Linked DNA regions of Oryctolagus cuniculus: region 1 is linked to region 2. The links are chromatin contacts, called in public Hi-C maps. All regions are on one chromosome and are shown on one strand. The core of a region is the stretch at or near the end of the contact, and the rest is flanking DNA. Distances in the headings are between cores, read along the strand shown.

Region 1 (6,420 bases), core at 2,128-4,627, 200 kb after region 2:
CTGGAGAATGCGGGCATCGATCCCGCTACCTCTCGCATGCTAAGCGAGCGCTCTACCATTTGAGCTAATTCCCCACCTGGCCGCAGCGCTCGCTTGCTTTATCCCCTTTGCAAGCTGACCGTGAGGCCGGACTCGGGACAATTCAGACTGTCCAGTTCGTGCGGAGCTGCAGGTCTGCGGTGACCTGGCAGCCGCGGGGAGACACCCGCCCTGGACGCCGCCCACCTGGTGCTGCGGTGCAGGCTCCTGGCGGTAAAGGATCGTGGAGTGCGCCTGGGCCACAGCGCGGGGTTCCCCAGAAACACCTGTCTTGGGAATGGGGCAAGAGCTTAACACAGCATTTGACCTTCTGAAACGGGGGACTGGAAGGTTGAGGGTGAAGCCAGGAGAAAATCAATTTACTCAAGCAACGAGGTTCAACCTCGGCCTATGCAGCATTTCCGCCAATCTCCGCCCCCGCCCCTAAAATTTCCATCAGTTGGCTGAATGGGTCCCAGGAACACATTCGGATATCCTTGAAGACCCACTACGTGTCGGGCTTTCCCCATCACACAGAGGCGGAAGGATAGGAGAGGGCGCGGCCCACTTGGTTTTATTCTGGCTCTGTAGTTTGATCAAAGGGTGTTCAAGTTATTTTTCCAAGGTAAATATTACAAGAGCAGTGAACAACATATGGCGGGTCTACAGCTGGTGTCCTTGCAAAAAGACAAAGGCAGTAGTTGCCTTTTTCTCCTGGGCCGGTGGAGAGCCGGGTACCAGGTACTGTTCCAGGTGCCAGGGAGCCATCATTTTAGGAAACTCACACAAAGCCCCCCACCCAACATCTGCATCTTCTATTGAGATTTCATTATCAGAGAATTCCTCCTGTTTGCTTTAATGTTATTTTCTAATTTCAGTGAAATTGGCCAAGATGATCAAAATTGAAATGGAGAAGGCGAAACACTTTTTTAGAGAAAGTGATTCTGTCCCTACGCTGTGCAGGGCGACCCCAGCAGGCCCTTTCCAAGTCGGCGGAGACTGCCTTTAGTCCTTTTGCTTTTTCTTTGCAATCAGAGCTGACAAAAACTACGGTGAGAACGAAGGCCCTCATCTTCCTGCCGCTCGCTCCCACTCTCATATCTCAGACAAGAAAGTTCAAAACTCAGAGCACTATCCATCTCAAAACTGGCTCAAGGTCACACGTGTTTTCTCCTTACTCATCGCTGAGCAGAATTTTGTGTGGCTTCTCTTTTTTTCCCGGCTATTTTCCATGGATGGAGGTTGAGGAAAAGAAAATCAGCCCAATCCCATAACTCATATCCATGCGTTGTGTTTGGGCCATCGGTTTGTCTGAGGCTTTACCGAGTTAGGAGTTCTGGTTTCCAGGAATACTGGATTAGGTATTAAGTCTTTCTATCTCTAAGTTTCTAAAGAAGTAAATAAAGCCTAACAATATGTTAAGATTCACAGGGAAATTTTACTAGTTGTTAAGCTGCACCATTTCCTAATTGACTTATAGCAAAGGTATGAAAATACAGACAGTGCTCTACAACCCCGGAATCCTCTTCAACCCAGCTGTCTGTACCTAGAACAACTACAGAATTTACGGGACAACCAGGCAGTTTTGAGAGGAAGGAGGAGGTGGACCGCACAGGACATCAGCCACAGCGCAGAGCCTGTCCCTAGCTATGCGGTATCTAGAGGGGGACAAGGGATCGCGGAGGGCTTTCATTTATGGAATATACACAAATCACCTAATGTCTCATGTATACAACCCAATGGATTTTTCATATTTATAACGCTAGGAAACACGGTACTCAGATAAATGTATAGAAATTCCAGTGTGGGGGAACACTGCCTTACAGTTGGCCCTATTTTCCGAAGCGCGCGTGAATACAAAACTAAAAACCATCAGGCCATCCATTATCTCAGGTGTTGTAAGCGCCACCCTCACGTGTCCTTCGATAGCTCAGTTGGTAGAGCGGAGGACTGTAGTGGCGTGAAATCAGCCATCCTTAGGTCGCTGGTTCGAATCCGGCTCGAAGGACAACAGTTTTGAACCACAAAGACAGAGCAGCAGTAACGAGGATGCTTGGATGCTTATCGCTCAAACTCGCAGACCTTTATTATTTACGTGTATAAAATATGCCCCACAGAAACACGGCACGCCTCTCCCGCTCCCCGAGTATACCCGGAGCCCCCGGCCCACCGGGTTCAGCTGCGAAGACGCGTGTGCTACGCGAAGCGCAAAGGGAGTTCGCTCCCAATTTTCACCAGAGGTTTAGGGCTGGCCTTTGGGGCTCTGTGCTATCCTGGTGAGTACTGAAGAGACTTTAAGCAGCGCTGCGCCTCTCATCACCTAGCGCCTGCGTGCATTCGGAGTTTTTTTTTAAAGGCACCGTCTGCTCCCGGCACGCGCCCGCCCCGCCCGGGATCTTTCTGCACAGCCAGGAAGCGATCTGGCGCCCAGCGCTGTTCTCAGGGCAGTGTTAAAGGATGAGGAGGGAACCGCATCCACGCACTGCCACCAACACCCCCGCACACACACACACAGGACGGGGGAAGAGCTGCCTCCCTTAAAATGAACGCACGTGCAGGCGGCGAAGCGAGAAATGCACAGGATCTCTGGAAGGGAGCTGGGGCCTTTTAAGTGGGGACGTGTTTGCCCCCGCTCTGTCCCTCTGGGCTCAAGTCGGGATGCAAAACTAGTGTTGGGGCCCCCATCAAGGGCGTCGCGCATTGACGAAAAACTGAAAGGCGCCTTTGGGCGTCACTCTGCTCCCACCGAGCACGCGTCGTCAGGGCGCGTCCTGGGGGCGCCCCGGGGGCCCTGCCCGGGTCTGGGTGTCGGGAAGCGCGGTCGCGCCGGGGCCGCCGGGTAGGACCTGGGACAGGAGGGCTGAACCGCACCGGGCTGGCCTGGGTGACCTGACGAATACGTGTGACAGAAACGCACACATGGACTATCACACACACATAAGGAACAAGCCAAGTTCTTCAAATAATTCGCACGCACACTTACTTCAGACATTCACAAAATCAAATTTAAAGTCGTTAAACTGTCTAAAATTTCGAAAGTAAATCTAAACATCTGCAACGTTAAACCACATTTTCAAACATTCAAAACATTCAATACTGTCATGTGAGACTTCAAAACTCTTAGTTTTACATTGAAAATCGAAGTTTACAAAGATGAGTTATCCGTCACCGACACCATATCCGGGTTCTTTGTATAAAATGTTATTTCGATCGTTAGGGCACAAAGAAACTCGGCAAATACTGCCCCGCGAACTTCCCGGAGCCCTGCCTCACTCGCCCGCGCCTCTTCAGGGCGTTCAACCGGGCGTGTTACGTCGTTCTCGTAACGTTATTTCCGGTTCCGGTTCCGTCACCCCACCTCTGGAGAGGCGTCACTTCCGCTCTCCCGATTTTTCATCCTTCCCCCAGCTCAACTCTCACTTCTGACCTGACACCCTCAAATCCGCCCTCTTGGGCCAGCTTCCGTCCCTCAGTCTTTTCATTGTTGTCATCTCCTCGCCCTGCCCTTCGCGGCAAGCTGTCGCTCATTGCGTAGTCACCGCCCCAGTCCCGCCCCTCGTAGCACGTCGTCGCACGACGAGTGCGTAATCGCCACGGCGCTTTACGGCTGTCGTGCTCCCTGTCTCTGTCAGCATGGAGGTGGAGGAGTCGGAGAAGGCAGCCACGGAACCAGATCCGCCAGAAGGGACGGAGCAGGAACTAGAGGAGGAAGAGGACCAGGAGGAATCCACAGAAACGGGCCGCAGCAAGAAGAAGCGGGTGGTGCCGGGAATTGTATACTTGGGCCACGTCCCGCCGCGCTTCCGTCCCTTGCACGTGCGCAACCTCTTGAGCGCCTACGGAGAGGTCGGACGCGTGTTCTTTCAGGCGGAAGGTAGGAGCGCGGGCGCGCTCTGTGAACTCTCGAGGCGCTGGCCTGGTGCATCGTAGGAATGGGATCTCTGAGCGGGCGGGGCGGGGGGCGGGCCTACTGGCCCCTTAGTTCTGGGCTTGCGGCCTTTGGGTTCCGATCTCGTGTGCGCCTACTTCTGTGCCTACTGATGCGCTGAGCGATAGTGCAGTTGGAATAAAAACATCAGGAACTTTCCTATTTTAGCCACTTGAAAGAGTTAAAGAGAGACAGAGAGAGGCCTTCCATCTACTGGTTCACTCCCCAAATGGCTGCAGTGGCCGGAGCTGAGCTGATCTGAAGCCAGGCGCTTCCTCCGGGTCTCCCACATGGGTGTAGGGGCCCAAGGACTTGGGCCATCCTCCACTGCCCTCCGAGGCACACGATCCAGGGAGCTGGTTCCCTGAATCCAGGGAGCTGGATCGGAAGTGGAGCAGCCGGGACTCGAACCTGCACCCATATGGGATGTCTGCACTGCAGGCCAGGGGTTCAATCCACTGCGCCACAGTGCCGGCCCCTGTACAAGTTTTTGGTAGCGTGCAGGGCAGACCTAAGGAGTGACATTTGAGGAAGTGTTGATCTAGATAAAGGAAAGGGTGTGTGAGGCAGAGTGTATCTCACAGTTCATTCTTTCCAGAGACTGTGAGGGGGTACCCCGTAGGCGAGCTAAGAGAATGGCGCGGCCAGTGGGAGGCGCGTCTGGGGTGCCGAGTCCCGAGCTCAGCTCTGTCTTTGGTACGCAGATCGGTTCGTGAGACGCAAGAAAAAAGCAGCAGCAGCGGCCACAGGAGGAAAAAAGCGGTCGAAGTACAGCAAAGACTACACCGAAGGCTGGGTAGAGTTTCGGGACAAGCGCATAGCCAAGCGCGTGGCGGCCAGTCTGCACAACACGCCCATGGGTGCCCGCAAGCGCAGCCCGTTCCGTTATGACCTGTGGAATCTCAAGGTGAGGATTGGCCCACGTGCCAAGCTGTCCGCCTGTCTGTCTCCCAGTTCTTCTCCTTGATCTCTCCTTTTCTTCCTGCCCACAGTACCTGCACCGGTTCACCTGGTCCCACCTCAGTGAACACCTTGCCTTTGAGCGCCAAGTACGGAGGCAGCGCCTGAGAGCAGAGGTTGCCCAAGCCAAGCGGGAGACTGACTTCTATCTTCGAAGTGTGGAGCGAGGACAGCGCTTCCTTGCTGCTGATGGGGACCCTACCCGACCAGATGGCTCCTGGGCATTTGCCCAGCGGCCCACTGAGCAGGAGCTGAGGGCCCGGAAGGCAGCGCGGCCAGGAGGGCGTGAGCGGGCTCGCTTGGCTGCAGTCCAGGACCAGGCGCGCTCCAACCGAGGGCTCCTTGCCAAGATCTTCGGAGCTGCGCCCCCCTCGGAGAACACAGAGGGACCTTCTCGGGTCAGGGACTCCTGAGGGAATGGGAGACCCCTTCCGGCCCCCGGCTCTGCCTTTCTCGTTCTACCTCACACTAGGGAGACTGACCACACAGGCAAACATTTTATTGTGTTTCCCTGGTGAGGACCCAGAAACGCAAGTGTTTCAGGCTTCCTTTCTCCTTCCTCCCGACTCCTGTACGTGTTTGGCTGAAATGCCTAATTCCTGTGGTGTGGATATGACTACTGTAGGAGTTGGTTTTCCTCTGCTTGACTTTTGGCTGGCTGTCTCGCTGGGTTTCCCTAAAACTCCCACTTGCCGGTCCCAGAAAGGCCCTTTATTGCTAATCAGAGGAACGGCTTGTTAGGGAGTCAGGTTGTGTTTACCATCCATAGGTGAGGGGGCAGCAGCATCTTTGTTTCTTAATTGAAAGCAAGTAGAGCAGCTAATAAAGTGGGACTGGGATGGAAACCATCTTTGAAATTTTTTTACAGAAAAGGAAGAATATGACTGTTTCTACATACTTTTAGATTCGGGGGATGGAGCCCATTGAACAAGTTAGAAGTTTTTCTTGTATTCCATCTGTTCATTTTGCTTCATCTCCTGTTCTCAGCCTCCATTCTACCTGAACCCCACCTCCTCCCCGCCTTTCTCTGAGTGTCTGGTAGGCAGAATTTGTCATGGCAGAGTATGTCATGTCTCCCAAACTGAGCAGGAATCCTGAGACTGAAAAATTGAATTGGGAAGCGCCATATAGGAATACAAGAGTTTATTAAGGGAACTTACACACTGCATTCCAGACCAGGATGGCAGGTGGTCTGGGCAGAGCTGTAGCAAGGTTTATTCCACACACAACCCTTCAAGGCAAGCCTAGGGGCTGGAGTTGTGACATAGCAGGTTAAGCTGCCTTTTGCAACACCAGCATCCTACATCAGAGTGTCAGTTTGAGTCCCAGCTGCTTCTGATCCATCTCCCTGTTAATGTGCCTGAGAAAGCAACAGCAGCAGGTGGCCCACATGCTTGGGTTCTTACTCTCCACGTACGAGAGTAGGATAGAGTTTCTGGCTTTGGCCAGAAATAATCTTCAAAAGCAAGGCTTTATACATTGGCAAGTTAATGGAAAGCTGGGGTAGGAACTTT
Region 2 (6,163 bases), core at 2,789-5,288:
CTGAGCCTGGGACCCTGAAACCCAGGCAGTGACACTAAGATCTGGGAGGAACTGGAGTGAGGCTGTGAGCACAGGAGGGCCTTCTAGGGTTCAGCTGCAGCCTCTGCATTCTACCACCGCTCTCCCCACGCCTAGGACAGTCTCTCTTCCTTCCCTTTAAAGGGGAAAGGGAAAAAAAGTAGAGTTCTGAACACCCAGAAGGAGTGGGCTTTTTTCTTACTCCTTCTAAGGAGACAGAACAATCTGTTTGTAGGCATGCACGGGGACAGAACAATCTGTTTGCAGGCATGCACGGGGTAAGGAAAATGTAAACCCACTAACCACGAAGGGATTCGAACCCTCAATCTTCTGATCCGAAGTCAGACGCCTTATCCGTTAGGCCACGTGGTCTGTTCTGTAAAGCAGCTTTCCGCGGATCGACAAAAGATTATGAAAGCACTGGCCCTTGCGCTTTTGGCAGGAGCCGCGGTAAATAAGGGCACCCGCGCTGCTTGTTCCTTTTGCCATCGGAAAAAATATAAAATAAAATAAAATAAAATAAAATAAAATAAAATAAAATAAATAAAATAAAATAAAATAAAATAAAATAAAATAAAATAAAATAAAATAAAATAAATAAAATAAAATAAAATAAAATAAAATAAATAAAATAAAATAAAATAAAATAAAATAAAATAAAATAAAATAAAATAAAATAAAAAAATAATAAAATAAAATAAAATAAAATAAAATAATAAAAAAATAAAATAAAATAAAATAAAATAAAATAATAAAATAAAATAAAATAAAATAAAATAAAATAAAATAAAATAAAATAAAATAAAATAAAATAAAATGGAACCCCGGATCGTGGAGGTCGTTTAGGCCTGCAGAGTGAAATTTATGAGGCTTTGGGGTTGTTATTACGGTCTTGTGGCGTAGGGAAACTGGTGTTTATGGAACCTAACAGGGGTGCTGCATTTCCAGGGGTGTTTTTAAAACACGTAAGGTCCTGCGCACACTGCTCGCCGGGGCTCCAGGGCCTCGGGTGTCCGCAGAGGACCCGGGAGGGCGCCGCCCGTCCCCGCGAGCCGCATGCCTGCCCCAGGGTGAGGCGGGGGGCTGCAGGGTGGTCCCAGACCATTACTGTGTTTTGAGGTTTCCATAGAATGAGTGAGGGCACACAACAAAGAAATATAAAAACTATTTCTACCTGTAAGAGATGAATCAACAGAAAAACGGCAATAAAATCATTCTTTGAAGAATGTAGTATGTTCTGCAGAGCGCTTGCCCTCGTGATGGGATGTGAAATTAATGTTATATTTTGGATGGCTTCTTTCATTCTTGCAATGAATCTCTGATGCCGCAAACCTCGTTTGAATGTAGTGTCAGCACGCAACACAAAGGCATTACCGTAATTTTCCTAAATCACGGGCGCATTGTGAGTCTATACTTGTCTTGATTAGTAAATTAGCCGCTTCTGCAGCACAGAAATGGAGCCTTTTACGTAGCCATTCTCTCCCCAATCATCGAGCAACATCTGACACGTGATAAAGCTCAGTAAAAAGGTGATGACTTTGTCATCTGCAGATTTTCTTGAATTGTGCGGTCGTCTTTAATGTGAGGATTGTTTATAACATTCGTCTCGTGTCCTGCAAACAACTGAATCCGGACTTCTTGTTCTCTTCCTGGAGGCAGGGTTTAGTGAAAAGGCTATAGCAATATTCAGATGACACGGGATGGTGACCAAGCCATCGCTGGTTAATGTTGGAAGTGGTGAGAAGGGGTTGGATTGCGGATGTATCAAGAGATTTGACAAGTGGACAAAGCGTTCATTCTGCTCCCGAGGGCAGCCCTTCTGTGACCCTCCACGGCACGCACCAAACATCCTTTTCTTCCAGGCTGTGAGATTGGGGACTTCAAGAGGGTCACAGAAAATGAGAATTATAAAAAACTATGCATGGCTTTCAAAATTTATGCATTAAAATAAAATTGTCTTTTAATTCCATTTGCCCTGTACTTTTGAAGTACCCTTGTGTACACAACTAATAAACTGTAGCAATCTCATTTATTCAGTGGTAAGTGTCATGTGCTCAGGCATTTCATGTGTATGGTGAGGGCGCCCCTCCTTCAGCAAAAGGTGACTGGAACACAACCACTTTTCTCTCCAAACCCCTCTCCCTCACACATCCTCCCTCTCCTCTACACTCTACCACAAAAATAAATCAGCCATCGTTCCTTGGAAACCCTTAACAATCACACCTCCCTGTGTTTGTCTAGAATGCCCTTGAGTGGGAAGTCCTTGCGCATTCAAGGTTTGGTTCAAAACCTCCCACCATTCCTGAATTAGATAAATGCCAAGGTGGAGTTAATGCAGCAAATCACTTACTCAATTTTCCCTTAACTCTGTAGATGGTTGCCATGGTGACGACATCTACCCCTACACTGAAAACTGAAATACTCACATGTTCACATAGTTACTGGGCAATATTATTATCCTATATACCTGAAGTGGTAGCTCACAATGAACCAGGCTGTCAGCACATTTAGTCAACAATAACAACAACAAAATCATGATATGCACTTATGGCTGGCTCTGTGACTGTCTCCCCTTGTTAACAACTCAGATTCCAACATTCAAGCGGACTTTGCTAGACAAAGAGTGAACAACTGGAGGTAAAGAGCACGTGTGGAGACAGGAGAAGAAAGTCTCCTGTAGCCTTCACCTGAGCACATCCCTTTCCTGTTTTTCCTGAGTTCTGTCTTTTCCTGGAATTGATGTACAACTGCGACTACATGTTGAGGCATAGACCTACTGCACTGAGCATATAATCCTTTTAATAAAATACTGCCTTATACCGTACACATTTACTTGTTTAAAAGCATACATAAAAAATAAAAGAGCAGGTGTAGACTGTAGGTTACCTCGCATCTTTTTCTTAGCTCCTTGCACAGTAACTGATACAGAATATCTGAATAGGAATCCTGAGAGAAATATAAAACAATCAACATATCAGCTATAACAAATAAAGATAGACAAGAACTCTAGTAGAGATTTGACTAGAGGATAAGGAGTAGACACAAGTTACCCACAGTGGCCGCACAAGAGGCTTCCGGGTAAAATCCTGATCATGAAACTCTTGCCCCAAAGACGACTTGTATTTGCGAAGAATATACGAACGCTTTATTGTAAATTAAACTACGGAATTTTAGGTAGGAAAGTGAGAAAAGAAAACTTAGCAGAGGATGGTTTCGATCCATCGACCTCTGGGTTATGGGCCCAGCACGCTTCCGCTGCGCCACTCTGCTTCCCGAAGGTAGTGCCTTCCCAATAGAACTCTTATCATCGTTTGAGTGAGAAAACCGTATTTAGTACCCTACGCACCATATGGCTGATATTCCATTTCCGGAACCAAAAGCAGAGGCGGGCGAGACACTGGGGTGAGAAACAAACACCACCACACCGTCAAGTTATTGGGAGCAGATGTGAGGGCGGCTAAATAGAGAAGCGCAGCTCCTACCAAACAGGGCAGGGACGGAACGGCCGGGAGCGGGGCCCGGCGCCGGCGCCGCGGGAGAAACCGCGCCACGCAGCCACCACACACGTCGATTCGCCGTCTGGGCAGCGTTCCGGGTGGTCGGAGGCGAGAGGGAGAGGACCTGGCGCTCTCCCGCCCTCCGCCCTCCGCCCTCTCAGCCGACCCGGGCCCTGCGAGCCGGGTGTCCGAGCGCAGGGCGGGACGAGGCCGGGCCGCTGCTGCAGGCCGTGGGCGCCCGCGCTCCCGCGCCACTACCCAAAGCGTCCCAAACATCAGTAAAAACTGAGTTTCTGTTCCTGACGTAGTTGCTGAAGCGGCCTAAAGACGTCCTGAGAAGGCAGGACTGGCGGGAAGCACAGTTCCCCGAGAGCGCGCCAAAATGGCGGGCGAAGGTTCTTGGTGACGTCATCCCCGCCGGGCGCGAGGGGCGGGGCTAGCAGGCGCAAGGGGCGTTCCCGCGCAGGCTTGGCGTCTTCAATTAGGTCCGCACTCCGGGCATATAAGGGGAGCACCTCTGCCGGTAGTCGCTATTTCTGAGTTGGTTCTGGTAGCTGATAGCGATGTCTGGCCGTGGCAAGGGCGGGAAGGGCCTGGGCAAGGGCGGCGCCAAGCGCCACCGCAAGGTGCTGCGCGACAACATCCAGGGCATTACCAAACCCGCCATCCGCCGCCTGGCTCGGCGCGGCGGCGTCAAGCGCATCTCGGGGCTCATCTACGAGGAGACTCGCGGCGTGCTCAAGGTCTTCCTCGAGAACGTCATCCGCGACGCCGTCACCTACACGGAGCACGCCAAGCGCAAGACGGTCACGGCCATGGACGTGGTCTACGCGCTCAAGCGCCAGGGACGCACGCTCTACGGCTTCGGCGGCTGAGCTGCTCCCGCGGCCCCAGACCCCCACCCAAAGGCCCTTTTCAGGGCCACCCAAATTTTCCTGTAAAAGAGCTAGCATCTAACAGCGTTCCTAAGTGTAGATAGCAGTGATGTTTCCACTTGGTTGTGAATGCGGTCTATTGCAGTGCATTATCCAGTGCACTGCCTGACTGGGGCAGAAGTACCAGTGCATGAGGCGGCCGGTGTAACCGCCCTTGCCTTTCCAGCTTCCTGGCTGCAGCCAAGATGGCGGGACCAGGTACATAGAACCAGAATACAGGGAGAAGCTGGCCGGGGTCTGCTCTGACTTCCCTGAGAAGAAAAAAGGGAGAATTGTGTGCTGCGCAATCCATTGGTGATAGCCTTTTCAAGACTTAGGTGTAAGGTGTGTAACGAAGACTACATTTCTCTTTATTTAGCTCATGTCTTCAAAGCTGGTTTGTGCGTAAACCCATTGAAAGTAGCACGAATAAATTTAATGATAGGACTAGGGGAGGTGGTTATTGCGATTCAGTGCAGTTTTAAAAGCTCAGTATGCTCGAAGAATAAAAACAAAAAACCAAGCAGAACAGGGCACTAAAAGGCTGTTTCCACCAGCAGCGCCCTCATGCGTATCCTAGGGCGCGGGATGCAGTGTTTCCATTTGCTCTGCTAGCCCTAGCAGAAAAATCAGTTCCAGGCAAATAATCTCACCACAACCATGATGCCTTGAGGTTGACAACGCAGGAGGGGAGTGCGGTGCCTTGAATCTTGTGACAGATTTCAAAGTCGGGTAGGTCTGTTCCTTAGTTCAGTTGCTCCTGTCAGAGAAGGTGGACTTTAAGAATTCAAATCAGATTCTGTTGAACTTTGTTTTCTTGTTGCTATGGTGATGTCTGAATGATCTGAAAATTAAATCACCATCCTACATATTTTTGAGCTCCAGAATCTGAGGCCTTGCTAACTTAATTAACATCTCTGACAGGCCTCAAACGGAATTTCTACCACCACCTCTGTAAAAACAGCTCCTCTTCTTGAAGTTCCTGAATGGCAATTCTACCCGTCCTAGTGGGGTCATTTTTATCTTTTGTCCCCCCTTTCAGTCTCTACACCTACCTATCCGTATGTCCCAGCAGCTGTAGTGTGAAAACAGAGAATCCAACCATTTCCATTCCCACTGCTGCTGTCCTGGTCAGCCCCCTCCTCACTTGGTTCTTGCTCTTAATCCATCTAAACAAGTGAATGGATTAATGAATGAGTGAAATGAATATAAATCTTGATAAATTTAAAATTGATAAAATGAAATACTTCAGTATGCATGGAAAGTATTTCCCTCCCCCGGCAAAAAGAAAGCATTTGAAGAAGGCTCCCATACACAGCCAGCCTTGTGTATCAGCAACAATTTTTGCAAAGAGCTTTATTTGTCTTTTCTGGACATCTACAGATTTTTAGGGTGTGATATGTGACTTCTCTTTTTAAAAAATTTAGTTGTATGTATTTGAAAGGTAGAGTTACAGAGAGGGAGATCTTTATCTGCTGGTTCACTCTGGAAATGGCTGCCATAGTGGGACTGTGCCAGGCCGAAGCCAGAAACCCTGAGATTTTGCCAAGTCTCCAACGAGGGTACAAGAGCCCAAACACTTGAAACATCTTCCTTTGCTTTCCCAGGCCCATTAGCAGGGAACTGGATCGAAGTGGGACAGCCGGGTCTCTGCCACAATTCCAGCCCTGACTTTCCTTATTTTCAAATTTTCAAGAAACATTTAATAGCATACAGACACTGATTTTTTTGGTG

Evidence for each region. A called contact is a pair of places that touch in the nucleus more often than the background predicts.
Region 1: a Hi-C map of an unstated tissue shows a contact between it and region 2, with 3 times the contacts expected there. The contact joins the promoter of ABT1 here to the promoter of LOC100346459 in region 2. A contact is called at or near these places in 3 of 6 Hi-C or Micro-C datasets (ear pinna, psoas muscle and an unstated tissue).

Annotation. Positions count from the first base shown.
Region 1 is chr5:153,678,450-153,684,869 of mOryCun1.1, forward strand. ABT1 (activator of basal transcription 1) reads left to right here and starts at 3,378. Exons shown (of 3, transcript XM_002714190.5): 1 at 3,378-3,892; 2 at 4,651-4,853; 3 at 4,939-5,751. The coding sequence starts at 3,652. The coding sequence ends at 5,319. TRNAA-AGC (transfer RNA alanine (anticodon AGC)) reads right to left here and starts at 74; the gene lies at 2-74. It overlaps TRNAY-GUA (transfer RNA tyrosine (anticodon GUA)), which reads left to right and starts at 1,938; the gene lies at 1,938-2,026.
Region 2 is chr5:153,480,032-153,486,194 of mOryCun1.1, forward strand. LOC100346459 (histone H4) reads left to right here and starts at 4,039. Exons shown (of 1, transcript XM_017344948.3): 1 at 4,039-4,445. The coding sequence starts at 4,079. The coding sequence ends at 4,390. It overlaps TRNAM-CAU (transfer RNA methionine (anticodon CAU)), which reads right to left and starts at 3,288; the gene lies at 3,217-3,288. It overlaps TRNAR-UCG (transfer RNA arginine (anticodon UCG)), which reads right to left and starts at 390; the gene lies at 318-390.